2 separate regions of the Mus musculus genome follow, and region 1 is linked to region 2. The links are chromatin contacts, called in public Hi-C maps. All regions are on one chromosome and are shown on one strand. The core of a region is the stretch at or near the end of the contact, and the rest is flanking DNA. Distances in the headings are between cores, read along the strand shown. Region 1 overlaps Ankrd31 (ankyrin repeat domain 31). Region 2 overlaps Hmgcr (3-hydroxy-3-methylglutaryl-Coenzyme A reductase).

Region 1 (3,107 bases), core at 51-2,550, 140 kb after region 2:
TGGAAAATACATATAGTTAGCATTACAATTATAAATTTATTTTATTAAGCTCTATATGCTAGATATTGGATAAAATGGTAGTACATAGAATATATTAATTTCTTACTTCTTTTGTTCAACTTAGAACAAATTATTAGCAGTCTTAGGAGATGATAATGCATCCTGCCAGAGAGGTAGGAGATATGTTGTGGGGGAACAACCAACATGATTGAAAACCATAACTTTCAATACCTATAAAGTACATTATTTTCCTGAGTAACATAGTAGCTAATTTGGATAGCAACTTTAAAAGTAATTCTGATATTGGACATTCAAAACTTTGTAAGAACAAATACAACCTGTTAGGGCATTGCTCTTGAAAATAACTCCCTGGGAAAGTTTTATGTTTAAACAACAAAAACCTTGGGTTATTAGTTTAGAGTCAGGATTCATAAGATTTCATACACTTGCATCCTCATCTCTTCGGTTTTCCTCTCTGGTTTCCTGTTCTTTTCTCATTTCACATTTGCATATACATTCAGAAGGTGAAGTGGTATCAATTTTATAATTTTATGACTGAGAGAAACATTTGGCAAGAATTTTCTCGCATTACTTAGGCTGTGACATATTGAGGTCATTTGTTAATTTAACTAACTAGAACATCTGTTTGTTGGAACAGATGGTTAAAGCGTAGTTGAAGATTAATTTGTGATCTGTGATCTAGCCAATGTTGCTCTTGGTCCATTTAACCACTCTTGGTTAAATATTTAACCATGTATTCAGGCATTATTGGTTTCATACAGGAAAGTAATATAGATGAAGTAGAAAGTTGGTAAAAAAATAAATTAATATAAAAATGAGTTCTAAACCTAACTTTTAATTTTAAATATTGCTTTGTTTTATGTAACACACAGGAACTAAGAGAAAACTCAGATTCCCCTGAAGTAAGTCTTCTCTCAGGGACTTCTCCTGTGGCACCTGATTTGGTTGCATTAAAGGAGAGATTAACAGAGCCAGTGAAGACCTTAGCAGTACCAAACACACTTTCTGAGCCTGGAGAGGAAGTAACACAGACTATGACATCTAAAGAAACCAAAGATGAAGAAAGCTCTCTTGAAACATTTGTGTCTACTTTAGAAAAGTTACTAGAATCATCAGAATGTACCCAAGAAGAAAGACTGCTTGAAGTAATGGATGACTTCAATCCTCAAGAGTTGTTCAGCACATTGAGCAACTCCTTGGGTTCTGTATCTGTCCCTTTGAATGCCTGGGCAGCACAGGGTAGAGATGAACTAGAAAACAAGGCTGATGCTGCATTGCCAGCTAAATTGCTGGCAGCTGTCAACACAGGTGCTGATGTGGGACCCAGCTGTCAAGGACAAGAGAAAAGCAGCAGTGTTAGTGGTGGAAATGGATGCTTAGCAGTGCAGCCCATCATGTCTCAGGTAGATGAAGATTGTACACAAATAGCACAGGTGAATTTATTACTCTACTATTTAAATAGTTCAGGTTATTCAGGTTGTGAAACCACCATCTGTCAGTAGGACAGGTGGTTATACAAGTACGAATATCTGAAGCTAATTTTTGTAGTGACCTGTAATAATCTTTAGTGTGTTAAATTCTAATCATCTCACCAGTTACCAACATCTAGAAGGTATTGGTGAAAGATAACCTTCATGCGTAGATTGCTCTTTTTAGAAGTACTGGGTAGAATTTACAAGGAATTAAGATAAAATTATTTTCTCCCCAACCTACATAAGAAGGCATATCAATAGTTTCTAGTGTAATAGGAAAGAATTTCTTACCAGAAATTTCTCTTTGTTTAGGATATTACTATATTTACCTGAGTATGGAGTAGATACGGAGCCCTGCAACTGGACATGGAGGAAGCTTTCCAGTTTCATGAGGTCCCATTTATCAATTCTTGATCTTAGAGCATGAGCCATTGGAGTTCTGTTTAGGAAATTTGCCCCCTGTAAGGCAAAGGACATAGTAAATAAGACAAATCACCAACCAACAGAGTGGGAAAGAATCCTCACTAACCCCACACAAGATAGAGGCTAACATCCAAAATATATAAAGAACTCGAGAAGTTAATCACCAAAAAACCAAACAACCCAATCAAACAATGGGGATTAAGCCTTCTTTGAGCCCTATTTGGAATAAGAGTAAAACGCCATAGATTGTGGTTTTAGGATTCCTACAGCATTATGCATTGAGGCCCTGTAGATGTATAACAAGTGCCAAGTTCCCTTTTCACGTTGACAGTTTGTATTCTCATTATTATAAAATTAAGTAAAGGCAAGTATGGTGTTACATACGTAATTAGAGAGGCTGAGGCAGCAGGGTCAACAGTTCAGGAGTTCAAGGCCAGCATGGGGCCTTAGTAAAACCCTGTCTCAGATCAGTCAAAACCAAAAAGAACATGTCATGCATTACAAGATTGTCTAACAGGATGGTAACAAAATCTCCTATAGATTCACTCTCTAAACGTTGTTAACAGTTTGGTGCAGCTTCAGTGACTTCTCCTTGTAAGTTTATTTTATTCAAATAAGACTGTATAATACAGGATACATTTCAACTTATTTTTTAAATATATGTTGCTTATATTTTTAGTGTGAAAAAATTTAGCACTTTGAAATCTTTTATGAAGTGCTATATAAATGTATTATAAATATAACTTAATCAATTAACAATAATAGAAACTTAGATTTCTTTTATTTCCTCTTAGCTATTAACAAAATATTCCATGTACATCCAGGAAGATTTGGAGAAAACAAGTTTTTCTTGCAGCATATAAGCCTGGAGTAATGCCAATGTAGCCTGGAGTAATGCCAATGTAGCCTGGAGTAATGCCAATGTAGTCTGCCTGTCGCCCACCAGATAGGCACTGCAGGATTAAGAAACGAAAACAAAACATTAATTAAGGAGATAAAGATGATTAAACATTTCACTGTTCTAGTATCAGAAAAAGGACTGTGACTAAAATGTAGAAAATATGATTATTGTTGGTAAAGTAAACACAGATTTTAGCAAGTCTTCAAGTTTAAAATGAGAAACCTTTTAAATAGAAAGAAAATTCATGTTGAATGACTCACATCAAATACTCTTAACTTAGCTGTGATTAA
Region 2 (3,413 bases), core at 642-3,141:
GTTTTATTATTTTTAAAACTTACTTTCAGCCCTGGCTGGCCTAGACCTATACCCACCCTGGCTTCAGACTTCCAGGGCTGCTCCTGCCTGACTCCCAGAGCCGGGATTACAGCTGTGGGCCTCCACCCTGGCCTCAACTCAGCTAAAGACACTACCATGTAAAAGGCAGGCTGAAACATCCATCCACACTCACCTCTCTCACCACCTTGGCTGGAATGACGGCTTCACAAACCACAGTCTTTCCTCGTCCTTCGATCCAATTTATGGCAGCAGGCTTCTTGTCGGTGCAATAGTTCCCACTGACTGCCAGAATCTGCATGTCAGGAAAGAACTCCTGAAGCTTCAGCAGTGCTTTCTCCGTACCCTAGAAAGAAGCAAACAGACACAATGCGTGATGGAGCCCCGTTCTGACCACCTTAACAGTTGTAACGCAGCCGTTCCGGACACGAAGGTATTAGCTAGCCAATGTCCAGAACTCTCTGTATCTGTATCTGCCAATGCTAATGTTCCATAACCTGACAAAGCATCAATCACCCTTCCTGTCCCTGTGCCACTCGACTGGTGCCCATGCACTTAACAACTCTGGTTAGCTCAGATAAGTGGAACCGTGTAGACTTTGGTAACTGACGAGTTCCCTTAGAATGATGTTCTACTTTAATGCATCTCTCCCTTGTGCACGTATCCACCCAATCAACACTTAGCTTACTCCTTCCTGCTGGCTAGTATGAGTAATGAATGCTGCGAGCATGAATATACAGATAGCACTTTGAGACCATTTTCAATTCCAAAAGCAGAGCGGGAAGACAGATGACACAGCAGTTCTATTTCCAAGCTGTTAAAAAAACCACTCCCGAGACTAAACCACCAACCAGAGAGCACACATGGTGGGACTCGTGGCTCCAGCTGCCTATGTAGCTGAGGATGGCCTAGTCGGTCATCAATGGGAGGAGCGGCCTTTGGTTCTATGAAGGCTCTATGCCCCAGTACAGGGGAATGCCAGGGCCAGGAGGCAGGAGTGGGTGAGTTGGTGAGCAGGGGAATTGGGGGTGGGATGGGGGAGGGGATACCATTTGAAATGTAAATAAAGAAAATACCCAATTAAAAAACAGTATGAAAAATAAAAACCACAACCCCCCATACTATTTCTTACAATTTTTCATTCTTAGGCATTTAGTTATTTTCCTCTTTCTGAATAATCTTTATAAACAAAAAATCTGTAGCCTGACTAGATGATTTTAACATTTTGAATTTGTCTCTGGGTAAAAAGTTATCAGCAAAATGAAATGTATACCATATAAAAACCTCTCAGGAAACAAAATGAATGGATTATACAAACAAACTGAGTAGGTTTGATATCTTAAAGTTGGTGTTTCTTAGCAAGGTAACACCTGCCTGTAAACCAGCAGTCAGAGTCAGACACAAAAAAACTCACTATGAGTTGCAGGTTAGCCTGCTCTACACAATGTGCTCCAGGTTAGACCAAGGCTACAGTGAGACCCTGTCTCCCTCTCCCTTTCCTTCTCTCTCTCTCTCTCTCTCTCTCTCTCTCTCTCTCTCACACACACACACACACACACACGCACACACACACACACACACATTCACAAAGCAAGCAAAAAGTCTCTAGAAAAGGTCAATTTCAAAATTTGGAGACAATTTCTTTTGGGGTACCTTGGGTGTGCTCAGAACTGATCTGGGGCCCATACACCTCCCTACAACACTCAATCTGCACTGAGCTGAACCCTCAGGGCCACGCCTCCTCAGGAAGGAGTCGTTACTGGGCAACCTTCTGAAGTTTTAGCCCCAGATCCCTCCAACCCTTGTGAGGACATTTAGGACACAGACAGTGTCAGATCCACAGCAGTGCAGCTAGGCAGACCACTCTGCAGTCACGAGCTCTGGCTGCTCTTCCTGAGGGCCAAAGTCCAATTATCAACACCCACTGGAAGCTCACAACCATATCAAACTCCAGTTCAGAGAAATCTCATGTCCTCTTCTGGCCTCTATGGACATCAGGCACGCATGTGGGACAGACATTCATGCGGGCAAAAGACCCATATACACAAGTACATTTTATCTAACTAATTAAAAGAAAGAAAAAAAAACAAACAACAACAAAAAACAGAAACACTACCAAACCAAACTATGTTAGCTTTTAATAAAGGTGAAATCAGTCAACTCTGTTAGGTGTGTACCACAGGGATATGGTGTATCAATAGGAGGTATGGCTGGGTACGGTAGCACAGTTATGGTCTCAGCACTCAAAAAGCAAAGGCCCAAGAGTCAGCATGAGTTCAAGGCCAGCCCGGTGCCCACCATGGAGCCCTGAGAGGCAGAGCGCCCACGCTCACCTTAGAGATCATGTTCATGCCCATGGCGTCCCCCGTCCTGGACTGGAAACGGATATAGAGGTTGCGTCCTGCCATCGTCACGTGGAGTTTCTGTAGACGAGCAAATCTGTAAACACGAGGGTTTTATGTTAATCCAAGGTAAGAGATTCACATTTTACTCCTTAGTTCAGCAAGGAGTATTTTTTTTTCCTTTAGACACATGAAGGCATTCTCAGGCATGGAATAGAAGGTGGACCAACTCTTTAATACACGTGAAGTCCAGATGAAAGCAGACACACTAGCCTGAACTGGCCGGGAGCTTTCGATTACTCATGAGCTTCCGTGTGACTGTGACAGTCTTCAAAGTAAACACAGCTAGACGAACTCTCATGGTCTCTGTCGGAAATCCTTCTCTAGGGAAACTAACAGTCTAGTCACAGTGACGGCTTCTGTCTGTCTAATTTACTGTTACTGAGTGGCTCAGGCCACCAGGTCTGCACAGGAAGTGCTTTTACCTGCTGAGCCACCTTACCAACCATTAAAATCCAATGTATTTCTACGGGACAATTTGTCTGCATCAACATCTACCCTAACCAGGAATAAGTATTAGTCATATTAAATGAATGGATTCAGGGGGCACTACATTACCCTAAGCAGGCAATGTATTTAGCTAGCACAGAGAACAAGCTCAATATCCATATGAACACATGAACACACATGTTCTCTCTCACACACACACACACACACACACCTACCTGCTGGTGCTATCAAAGGCCTCCTTTATCACTGCAAACCCTTCAGGTGTTTCAAGCCAGGTCTTTACTTCTGCAGAGTCACAAGCACGTGGAAGACGCACCACTGGGCCTCGAGTCATCCCATCTGCAAGGACCCGGCTGCTGGCACCTCCACCAAGCTAAGCAGAGGATTATGGGACTGTATTAATCCACTTCAGTTTCTCCCATCGTCCTTGTGTCTGTCCCCGAATCTGTCCTGGTTGCCTTCCCCTGCCCAGCCGCCTTCCTCCCTAGTTCAGCAAGGAGTACAAAGTAAACAACTCACGCTTATGGCTCTGCAGCCTCTGTT

The links. Hi-C and Micro-C count contacts between places; a contact is called where the count stands out from the background.
Region 1: a contact with region 2 is called in a Hi-C map of liver, with 2.4 times the contacts expected there. The contact joins two enhancer-like sites. A contact is called at or near these places in 2 of 484 Hi-C or Micro-C datasets (embryonic stem cells and liver) and 2 of 9 other capture datasets (adipose tissue and pancreatic islet).

What each region holds. Positions count from the first base shown.
Region 1 is chr13:96,794,846-96,797,952 of GRCm38.p6, forward strand. It overlaps Ankrd31 (ankyrin repeat domain 31), which reads left to right. Exons shown (of 26, transcript NM_001370928.1): 8 at 894-1,454. Among named protein-coding and RNA genes, the nearest start is that of Ankrd31, 48 kb to the left of the region's middle. Within about 2 kb of position 1,301, at least 5 of the 459 cell types and tissues checked have an H3K27ac peak or open chromatin away from gene starts, as enhancers often do. A contact at or near this core is called in liver and pancreatic islet, where this site is marked.
Region 2 is chr13:96,652,465-96,655,877 of GRCm38.p6, forward strand. It overlaps Hmgcr (3-hydroxy-3-methylglutaryl-Coenzyme A reductase), which reads right to left. Exons shown (of 20, transcript NM_008255.2): 13 at 3,390-3,413; 14 at 3,086-3,243; 15 at 2,352-2,457; 16 at 194-364. Among named protein-coding and RNA genes, the nearest start is that of Hmgcr, 17 kb to the right of the region's middle. Within about 2 kb of position 1,892, at least 11 of the 459 cell types and tissues checked have an H3K27ac peak or open chromatin away from gene starts, as enhancers often do. A contact at or near this core is called in liver and pancreatic islet, where this site is marked.